2 separate regions of the Sus scrofa genome follow, and region 1 is linked to region 2. The links are chromatin contacts, called in public promoter capture Hi-C maps. All regions are on one chromosome and are shown on one strand. Each heading gives the region's core, a stretch centred on a gene start, on an enhancer-like site or on the middle of the called end of the contact. The rest is flanking DNA. Distances are from core to core; before and after follow the strand shown.

Region 1 (4,414 bases), core at 588-3,087, 83 kb before region 2:
TCAAAGAGACTGCTGGACACACACTGACCTGTATCTCCTTCCTCCCAGAGGATACCCAGACCCACTCAGACACCCAAGAACCCAACTCAGGCCACCCTGCCTCAGTGATGCAGTGAGACCGGCACACACAATCAGGCATATTTTCACACACACAGGGACACATATATACAGCTCGGCACCCACACCCCTCCAATAGACAATGCATAGCTGAGAATTGCCACAGCTTCTTGGCCCAGGAAGGTGAGAAGGTGCGGGCTGCACCTGGCAGCAGGAGGGAGCTTTGTCCCAGCAGGAGCTGCCTGGGGGCATCAGGCACTGCCTTCCCACCCACCCCCAGGGGTGTGTATGTGTGTGTGTGTGCGTGCGCACACGCGCGTGCATGCACGTGTGTGTGGTGGGGTGTTCCTCAAGGGCTCCCGCTTGCCCCTACACCAGGGTCCTCAGCACCAGCCTCTCCTCTCTTTCTTTTCTGCCCTGGAAATGGGGGATCATGGGCCTACCCCAGGGGATGGAGCCTCACTAGGGGGTGTGAGTATATGTATCTGAGCCCTCAATGCCCATTTCTGTCCCTGATGGTCAGGCTGTGTAGCCCCTGCTAGACTTGTGTATGTCCATGATCAGGGTCCCAGGGATGTGTATGTGTGTGTGTGTGTGGTGTGGTATGAGGGGTCGTGAGAGGGGCCTGGGTCCATGTGTGTGATACCTGTATACATCTGGGAATCAAGTGTGTGGTATGTGTGCCTGTGTGTTGCTGTGACGGCTAGTGTCACTCTTTACCAGGGTCAGGGCTTTCCCTGTGTTTGGTATGTATCCAGGTGTCTGATGGTGTGTTTGTGTGACAGAGCGTTAGTACCTTTCCACCACTGCTGTGATGTTTTAGTGCAGCTTTATGTGAGTGTGTTGTGTGTGTTTGAGTGTCTATGCATAGGCATTGTGGGTCTAGAGAGTGTGAGGATACAGTTGTGTGATCATGTCAGCATGAATCTGTACATGTCAGTGTGCACTGATGTGTGTGTCTTGGTGTGTATCAGTGTGTGTTCATGCAAGGCCAGTATTGGAGTGTATACACCTGTATCTGGGTGTCTGAATACGGTTTGTTGAAATGCATGTGTACAAGTGTCATCTTGTGATGGTGGGCCCTGTGTGCATGTCAGTGTGTGGGTTGTGGGTTGCTTTCCTAGTCCTGGGGTATGTGTGTGTCAGTGCATGTGTGTGGGTTGTGTGTCTGTGCTGTGTGTGCGTAGGTGTTTGCGTGTGCTTTGTTGGAACGTGGAATGTATGACAATGCGTTCTGTACGTGACATGTATGGAGGGGTCTGAGCCCCACTGCGTGTCAGCGTGTGTCTGCGTTGGAACGCGGGCCAGCACGTGTCGGGGTGGCCGTGCCGGTGTGCGCCCCCGCGCGTGCGGGTGCCTGAGTGCGTGTGTGTGTGTGTGTGTGTGCATGTGTGCGTGCATGTGTGTATGTGCGCGCCGGCCGTCGCTCCCCCGCCCTCCCCGCCCCTCCCCGCGCCCCTCCTCCCGCCCGCGCCGCCCGCCAGCTCCCTCTCCCCGGAGTGCGCCGCTTCCAAACTTTGTCTAAACTTTCACTTTCACAGCGCGGCGGCGGCGGCGGCGGCGGCGGCGGGCGAGGGTGACCGGCCGAGCGGCGGCGGCATGGAGTAGACGCGCAGCGGCGGCGGCGGCGGCGGACGCGAGAGGCAGCGGCGAGCGCGGCGGCGGCGGCGGCGGCCCCGGAGCCGGCGGGGCCGAGCCTGCGAGCGGCGAGCGCGGAGCGGCGCCGGGCCGAGCGCGGGGCCGCGGGCCGGGCGGGCGCAGCGCGGCGGAGGCCGGAGGAGCCGAGCCGGAGCCGGAGCCCGAGCGCGGCCGCCGCCTGCCGGGCCTCCCCTCGCCGCGGCCGGCCGCCGCGCTCCCGCCCGGGCACCCAGCTATGTACTCCCCGTACTGCCTCACCCAGGTACCGGCCACCGCCCCCGCGCGACCCGGGAGGGGAGCGGGCGCTGGAGGCCGGCCGGCGGCGCGGGCAGGAGGGCGGAGGGGGCGCGCGGCGGCTGGGGAGAGTGAGCCCGCGGGCGGCCAAGGGGTGCAAGCCGTGCGGTTGGAAGTCCGGGCACGCGTGCGGGCGCCCCCGTGCGCGTGTGACCCTGGCCACCGAGCAGACTCCTGTTGGGGGCTCCAGGGGTGGCCGGCTGTGTGCGTGGCGCTGCCCGTGGAGCGGGAGTGCGTGTGTGTGTGTGTGTGTGTTTGTGTGTGTGTGTGCGCGCGCGCGCGCGCTCGACTGGGGTGCATTGGGCAGGGGGACTCCCGCCGACCTGTGGGCGACTGTGGCGTGCACACGGGCAGCGTGGCCGCTGGCAGTGTTTGCGGGGTGACAGAGTGGTAGGGGATGGTCCCGAGGGCGTAGTGCGGGGACTAGGTCTGGCGGCGCTCCCTGGGGCGGGCGCAGCGGTTCCCGAGGGTGGCAGCGGCCAGCGTGCGTGGCGGTGGCCCCTGCGTGCCGCTGGGGTGCTCCGGGCGGGCGGAGCGGCCCGGGCGTCTCCCCAAAGTCTTTGTTCAGGTCTCACATGGGAGCGGGGCTAAGAAAATGGCGGGGCTCCCAAATTTCGGTGGGGCAGGGGAGGGGAGGGAGGGACGGGCGGGCTGCCAGCCTGGGCCGCGCCTCTTTGCCGACCCTGGACGCCGCAGTTTTGGCGTCCCCCCCCAAAAAAAAACTTTCCTCGGCGCAAAGTTTCCGGCCCCAGCGACCCCGGCGTCCTGGACCAGGCGGGCCTGGGGAATCCCGTCCCGCTGCCCGGAGGCGGGAGGGGCAGGAGGGAGCCTCGGACGCTGCCGACCGTGTTGCGGCCACGCCGTCGGGTCAGCAGCGGGCGCCGTGCCGACCTTGGCGCGCTGCAAAAGCGCGTCCCGCCTCCAGCGAACTTCCCTGCACGGAGCTCGGCAGGCGGCAAAGACCCTGGGTATGCCTGGCCTGCCACTCCACCCTCCTCGGCGGTGGCCCCAGGCTCTGAGAGGGCACAGAAGCTGCCCAGAGTCCCACTTCGGCCCTGGCAGCGCTGTCTGCAGGGCCACGTTATGGCTGACAACCCAGACTCCCGCAGAGGGGACACCTGGGGGCTACTTAGTCCTGCCTGCCAGCACGGCCTTCCTCTGTGTGGAGGGAGTCTCTAAGCCAGGCCTGCGGTCCTAATTGTCCCCTCTGCCAGTATGAGCCTTGCCAGCTGTGTTCCAAGTGTGCCCAGGCTGGGAGTGGGACTCCACGTGAATATGGCCGCAATGCGGGCCTGATTTGTGGCGAGGGGCAAGAGGGTATGTTTGGGGTGTGTGTCAGCTTCCTTCCTCCAACAAATAGAATGCCCACACCACACTCTTCTATCCACAGATGTGACTGTGTGTGTGTGAGTCAATCTCGGGGTCTGTGTATGGCCTTGTGGATCAGCTCTGGGCAGCCCTACATGGAATGGACATATGTGTGGCCCAGTGCAAGGGTTTTCCTGTACAGAAGTGGGTGTATGTGTTGGTGAGGTGCACATGTCATGGTGTGACTGCGGGTGTGAGCAGACACCCTGGCCACTGCAGCAATGTGGGGTCTCCGACAGCTGTATCTCTGACTGGCTGGCTACCCCATCTTGGGTTCCCGCACCATGACCCTACCCACCTAGCTGGCTGCCTTTGGGGCTATGCTTGTCTGGCTTGTGTGGCTGGTGTTCAGGGCCTAGTGGGACCAAGACCGTATGCTCGAGGGCCCCTTGCCCACTGGCCGCCAGCTTGGCTTCCTGGCCTACATCCCTGGTCAGCCTGGGTGAGAGCTTTGTCCCTCAGATGTCACAGAACCCTGGAAAAGAAAATGCCAGCTGATCCACTGGTGACAAGACTAGAAGGGGCTGGGGCAGCCCCCAGACTCAGGGTGATGGCCAGCGCTTTACTCTGACACCTAAGAAGGGAGCATGGCTTCAGTTCTGTGTTGCAGGCCCAAGGGTTCCAGGGCATCTGGGGAGAGAAGTGGGCACGGACTCACTGGATTGCACCCCTCAGCTCTGGGGAGGCAGCTGCTATTGGCTGGTCAGAAGGGTCCGGCCTGCCCCTCCTGACAGCCACATTTCTGGGCTCTAGTCTCTGTTTTTATAACTCTTTCTGCTTCCATAGTTTGCTCTGCCAATCTCTGTCTTTTTCTCTGTCTCTGTCTCCCTCTGCCCCTTTTCCATCTCTCTCTCTGTCCTATATCTTTGACTGTCCCTGTCTTTCTCTGTCTCTCATTCTGGTCTGGCCCCATCTCTAGTGGTCCCCCACCATCTCCCTGAGTCTCGGACTCTTTCTCTGGCCTCCCTGTCTCTCTCTCTTTCTTTTTTTTCAAACCAGAATTGGCTTCGATTTTAAAGTCAATAAATGATTGAGCAGGAATGAGCTTGGAGCAGCG
Region 2 (4,547 bases), core at 1,947-4,446:
CTTCTGCTCTCCTGCTGCCCCAGATGCCGCCTTGGGCTTCTGCTCTCAGCAACCTGGGAGGAAGAGAAGAGGCTCACCTCCAGGCCTCGGGCTGAGGGAGGGGGCTAGACTACCAGCAAGGCTAACCTCTGCCGGACAACACTCCCGGCTCTGGGTGCCCCTCTCAGTGTCCTCATGACCACTGGGGACCTGGGTCAGCCCAGCCCAGATGTTCCCCTGGGGGAACCTCTGGAAACTCAGAGGGAAGGGGCTGAGAAGGCCCTGAACACTCTCCAGCTAGGGCGTCAGTTAGGTGTTCCCTCCAGGACTCATGTGCCACAGCTGGCTCCGAGGGCACAGGCCCCCAGGTCCCTCTGCCCAGACCTGGTTCCTGAGGAGCCCTCCCCACCTCAGTTCCCGCTCTCTCCTTTCTTGGCTGTCTGCTGTTGAGCCCGCCATCTCTGCTCCTTCCAACAATCCTGCCTCGCACACAGCCCCCAACATCCTCCCGCAGCACCCCCAGCCCGCTCGCTTTCCCCTCTCTCCCTCCACACTCACCCCCTCCTCCCACCAACCCTATGTTGTTTCCCTGTTCTGGGACAAATCGCCAATTAAGCAGCCCAGCTGCAGGACTGGGAACAGCTGGGGAGGCGCTGTGCGGCCGTGGGGACAGCTGTGCACAGCTGGTGGGGGTGCTCTGCCCCCCCCCCATCGTGCCAGCTATCAGGTGGCACACAGCTGCCACCAGATAACACCTCTGCTGGCTGCTGGGAGTTCGCCCTTCCCCCACCTCTTCCCTCTGTGGTTAAGACAGCTCTTATTTCTCTGTTCTGCAGCTCCCCACCCACCCAAACCAATTCACTTTGTGTCCCAAAGGTGGCAGCTCTGGAGATCTGCCCCCCCCCCCGCCCCGACTCCACCTTATCCCTCCCTAACCTGGGCACAGCCTCAAGGCTCAGCCCAGGACAGGAGACAAGCTTCCCTAGGGGACTTGGCCTGGGGGCCCTGCCTTGTCATAGCATCTTAGATGCTCACTAGGCACAGAGATGATCTTGGTTGGCAACACCAGGCTCCTAGAAGCAGAGGTTAAATGGGTGTTTTCTGTGTCCCTGTCTCCTGCTGAATGCCACCCATCTCTGGGAACAGAGCAATGACCCATCCTGTGACAGTCCAGCCTCTGGGTCCCCTGGCTGAGGGCATCCTTTCCTGTCTAGCTCTGCCCCAGCCTCCTCCCTGCTCTCTTGTCAGATGTTGTATCTCCACTGTGGTCCCTCCCAGGGACCTGTGCTTTCCCTTCCCATAAGGAGCCCTGGTTTCTTCCCATCAGAACCTCCCATAGGGGAGTTCCCGTCATGGTGCAGTGGTTAACGAATCCAACTAGGAACCATGAGGTTGCGGGTTCGATCCCTGGCCTTTCTTAGTGGGTTAAGGATCCGGTGTTGCCATGATCTGTGGTGTAGGTCGCAGACGCGGCTCGGATCCTGCGTTGCTGTGGCTGTGGTATAGGCCAGTGGCTACAGCGCTCCGATTAGACCCCTAGCCTGGGAACCTTCATATGCCACAGAAGTGGCCCTAGAAATGGCAAACAAAACAGAACGAACCAAAAAAATCTCTCATAGCCCAGGGCCCTGAGGAGCAGACCTCAGCCTGTCCCTCCTCAGAGTGAGGGCCCCCCACCCCCTGCACTCTGAAGCTGGCTCTCCGGGGCTCCCCCTGCACACCTTCCCTGCCCTGTGACCCTGCATCCCTGCTTTTCATTCTATGCTCCTTGAGCTCCTTATCTGCTTGCTGGGGGGCAAGATGGGCCCCCTTCCTCACTCCCTGTTCAGTGCACCGAAGGGCCTTATTTTCCTCTCCTGTCAGCGGCACCCACGCCAGGTGGATGGTCTGCACTTGGGGCCTGAGAAACAGAGCCATAAACTGGCAAAGGATGCAGGAGGGGGCCTGGTGGGGGAAGGGGCAGCTGGGAGGGGGCCTGAGAAGAGAAGGAATGAGCTGCTGCTTCCCGCCTTCCCCTGCTCCCTCCCCAGCCCAGCTAAACCTGCCCTGTGTTGCTGATTCCTCCCCCCAGGCCCGGCTTCTCTAAAGAAGTCAGGAAAGCTGGACTTCTGCAGTGCCCTCTCCTCTCAGGGCAGCTCCCCGCGCATGGCTTTCACTCACCACCCGCTGCCTGTGCTTGCTGGAGTCAGACCAGGTGAGAAATGGAGGGCCCGGAGGGGGGCAGTGGGGGTGGTGGAGGTGCCCTGAGGGGCAGCTGGCCAGGCCAAGGGGCTAGAGCTGACCCTGAGTGACAGCCCCAAGCTCTCTGAATGGGCCATGGTATGACATTGGGTGGGCATGGGAACGGGCCCTCCCTCCACAGCAGCACCTCCTCCAGAATCAGGCCGGCCTTTTGGGCCACCTCATCTTGTTCCTGAGCACTCTCTCACTTGCCTCTCACACCCCCTGTGCATGGGTGCGTGCGTGCTTGCTTGTGTGCAGCGTGTGCACATGAGTATGTGTGTTCACTTATGTGCGTGCATGGGCGCTGTGTGCATGCATTGGATGCATGTGTGCACCTGTGTGTGAGTGTGGATGTGTGCACACACGTGTGCTGTGTGGCAGAGGCCCCCGTTCTCCTTTCCCCCACTCTGCTGGCTGTGAATAGAAAAGCACAGCCTTCTCACTCTGCCCTCTTTTCAGCTCTTCTCTCTCAGCTCCTGACAGAGCCCAGGGTCAGTTCTGGTGTTTTCCCAGCATCAGCCCAGGTTGGTGTGGGGCACAGATTGAGAGGAGCCCTAGTAGGAGCCCAGGCTCCCTTCTCTAGGCCTCTCTGCTCTTTTCCAGAAGTGAAGGGCTAAGCCAAGGGGAAGGTGGCAGCTGGGCCGCTTTCCAGGGGAAGAAGCCGATCCCACAGCTTTAGGGGCTCTCTTGCTTCAGTCCCACAGAGAGAGTGCTTGAGGGGAGGACACTGCCATGTTCTGAGAGGCTGGACTCAGGCAGGAAGCAATGGGAGCTGGGTTCTCGGCCTGCTGCTCGCTCACTTGCTGCTTCCCTCTCTTGGCACCCATCTGGCAGAAGGAGGCCTGGACTTTTTCTGAACATTGCCCTGTGTCCACCCGCTGTCTCCTAGGCCCTTCTATAGGACACGGAGAACAGTGAGGTTTACCCTCCTGGCTTCTTCCTCAGGGCCTCCTGGCTGGGAGCCCAGAGGCAGCCGGCAGCAGCGGGGCAGGGCGTGGCGGCCGCAAGGTGGGGGCAGGGAGCCCAGGCCCTCTGCACAGGCAGCGGGAGGGCAGCAGGCCCTGCTCCACTCAGCTTTTATGAACTCCAGAGAGAAGCCAAGTTCCTTCAGCCTCCTAATGAAACTGAGAGCAAGAGTAAGCTGATTAGAAACAGACAGGATGGGGAGGACTTGGCGGGGGGGAGAGCTGGGGCCTGCTCCGGGGTGGGAGTCATACGTTCGAGAACGTGTGTACAAGTGATGGAGCTGAGCGCATAAGAATGTGGCCTAGGCAGCAGCAGCCAGGTGCACACCCACGTGCACATGGGAGACATGCGTGTGCGCTGCAGAGGCCCCTCCTGCCCCGGCACAGGGCTGTGGGGGGGGGTTGTTTTTGGTTTTTTTTGGGGGGGGGGCTGTACCCACAGCATGTGGAGGTTCCCAGGCTAGAGGCTGAATCGGAGCTACAGCTGCCAGCCTGTACCACAGCCACAGCAACGCCAGATCCGAGCTGTGTCTGCGACCTACACCGACAGCTCACGGCAACGCCAGATCCTTAACCCACTGAGCAAGGCCAGGGATCGAACACACAACCTCATGGTTTGTAGTCGGATTCATTTCTGCTGCACCACAACGGGAACTCCAGGGCTGTGTGTTTATCCAGAGCCCACCAAACTGTCTGCCTCCTCTCATTCCTCATCAAGGCTCCCACCCAGGCCTTGGACCAGAGTGCCTCACTCACCTTGGCTCAAAATGTCAGGGGGCACCAAAAACCTCAGTCATCAAGATAAGTGATATTTAATGCAATATTTCTAAAAACTAAAACTGTTGTGGGAGCTCCCTGGTGGTCTAGTGGCTGGGATTTGATGCTTTCACCGCTGCAGCCCAGGTTCAGTCCCTGGTCTGGGAATTGAGATTCCCACATCAAGTGACTGCATGCCAAGGCCAAAACAAACAAACAAACAAAAAATCCTATTGGAAAAAATGCACAGTGAAGTATTGTCACTGCCGTGGCTTGGGTTGCTGCTATGGCATGGGTGCAGTCCCTGGCCGGAGAACTTCCGCATGCCACAGGCACGGCCCAAATATATATACAATGAGCAAATATCAATATTTTAATAAATAAAAGACAGAACTGTACTTGCATGACCCTGCCTCATTCCTCTCACCCTAACTCTGGCCCTGGTTCCAATCAAACTTTTTTTTTGTTGTTGTTGTTGTTGCTATTTCTTGGGCCGCTCCCGCGGCATATGGAGGTTCCCAGGCTAGGGGTCGAATCGGAGCTGTAGCCACCGGCCTACGCCAGAGCCACAGCAATGCGGGATCCGAGCCGCGTCTGCAACCTACACCACAGCTCACGGCAACG

Evidence for each region. Promoter capture Hi-C pulls out the DNA fragments that hold promoters and counts their contacts.
Region 1: a contact with region 2 is called in a promoter capture Hi-C map of fetal skeletal muscle, with 4 times the contacts expected there. The contact joins the promoter of NFIX here to the enhancer-like site in region 2. A contact is called at or near these places in 3 of 5 promoter capture datasets (fetal liver, fetal skeletal muscle and skeletal muscle), 14 of 47 Hi-C or Micro-C datasets (adipose tissue, blood, embryonic fibroblasts and 7 more) and 2 of 2 datasets of contacts at active chromatin or transcription factors (alveolar macrophages and skeletal muscle).

Annotation. Positions count from the first base shown.
Region 1 is chr2:66,054,014-66,058,427 of Sscrofa11.1, reverse strand. It overlaps NFIX (nuclear factor 1 X-type), which reads left to right and starts at 1,837. Exons shown (of 10, transcript XM_021083712.1): 1 at 1,837-1,957. The coding sequence starts at 1,931.
Region 2 is chr2:65,972,695-65,977,241 of Sscrofa11.1, reverse strand. It overlaps NFIX (nuclear factor 1 X-type), which reads left to right. Exons shown (of 10, transcript XM_021083712.1): 7 at 2,051-2,173. Among named protein-coding and RNA genes, the nearest start is that of LYL1, 24 kb to the right of the region's middle. Within about 2 kb of position 3,196, at least 27 of the 83 cell types and tissues checked have an H3K27ac peak or open chromatin away from gene starts, as enhancers often do. A contact at or near this core is called in adipose tissue, embryonic fibroblasts, fetal liver and 4 more, where this site is marked.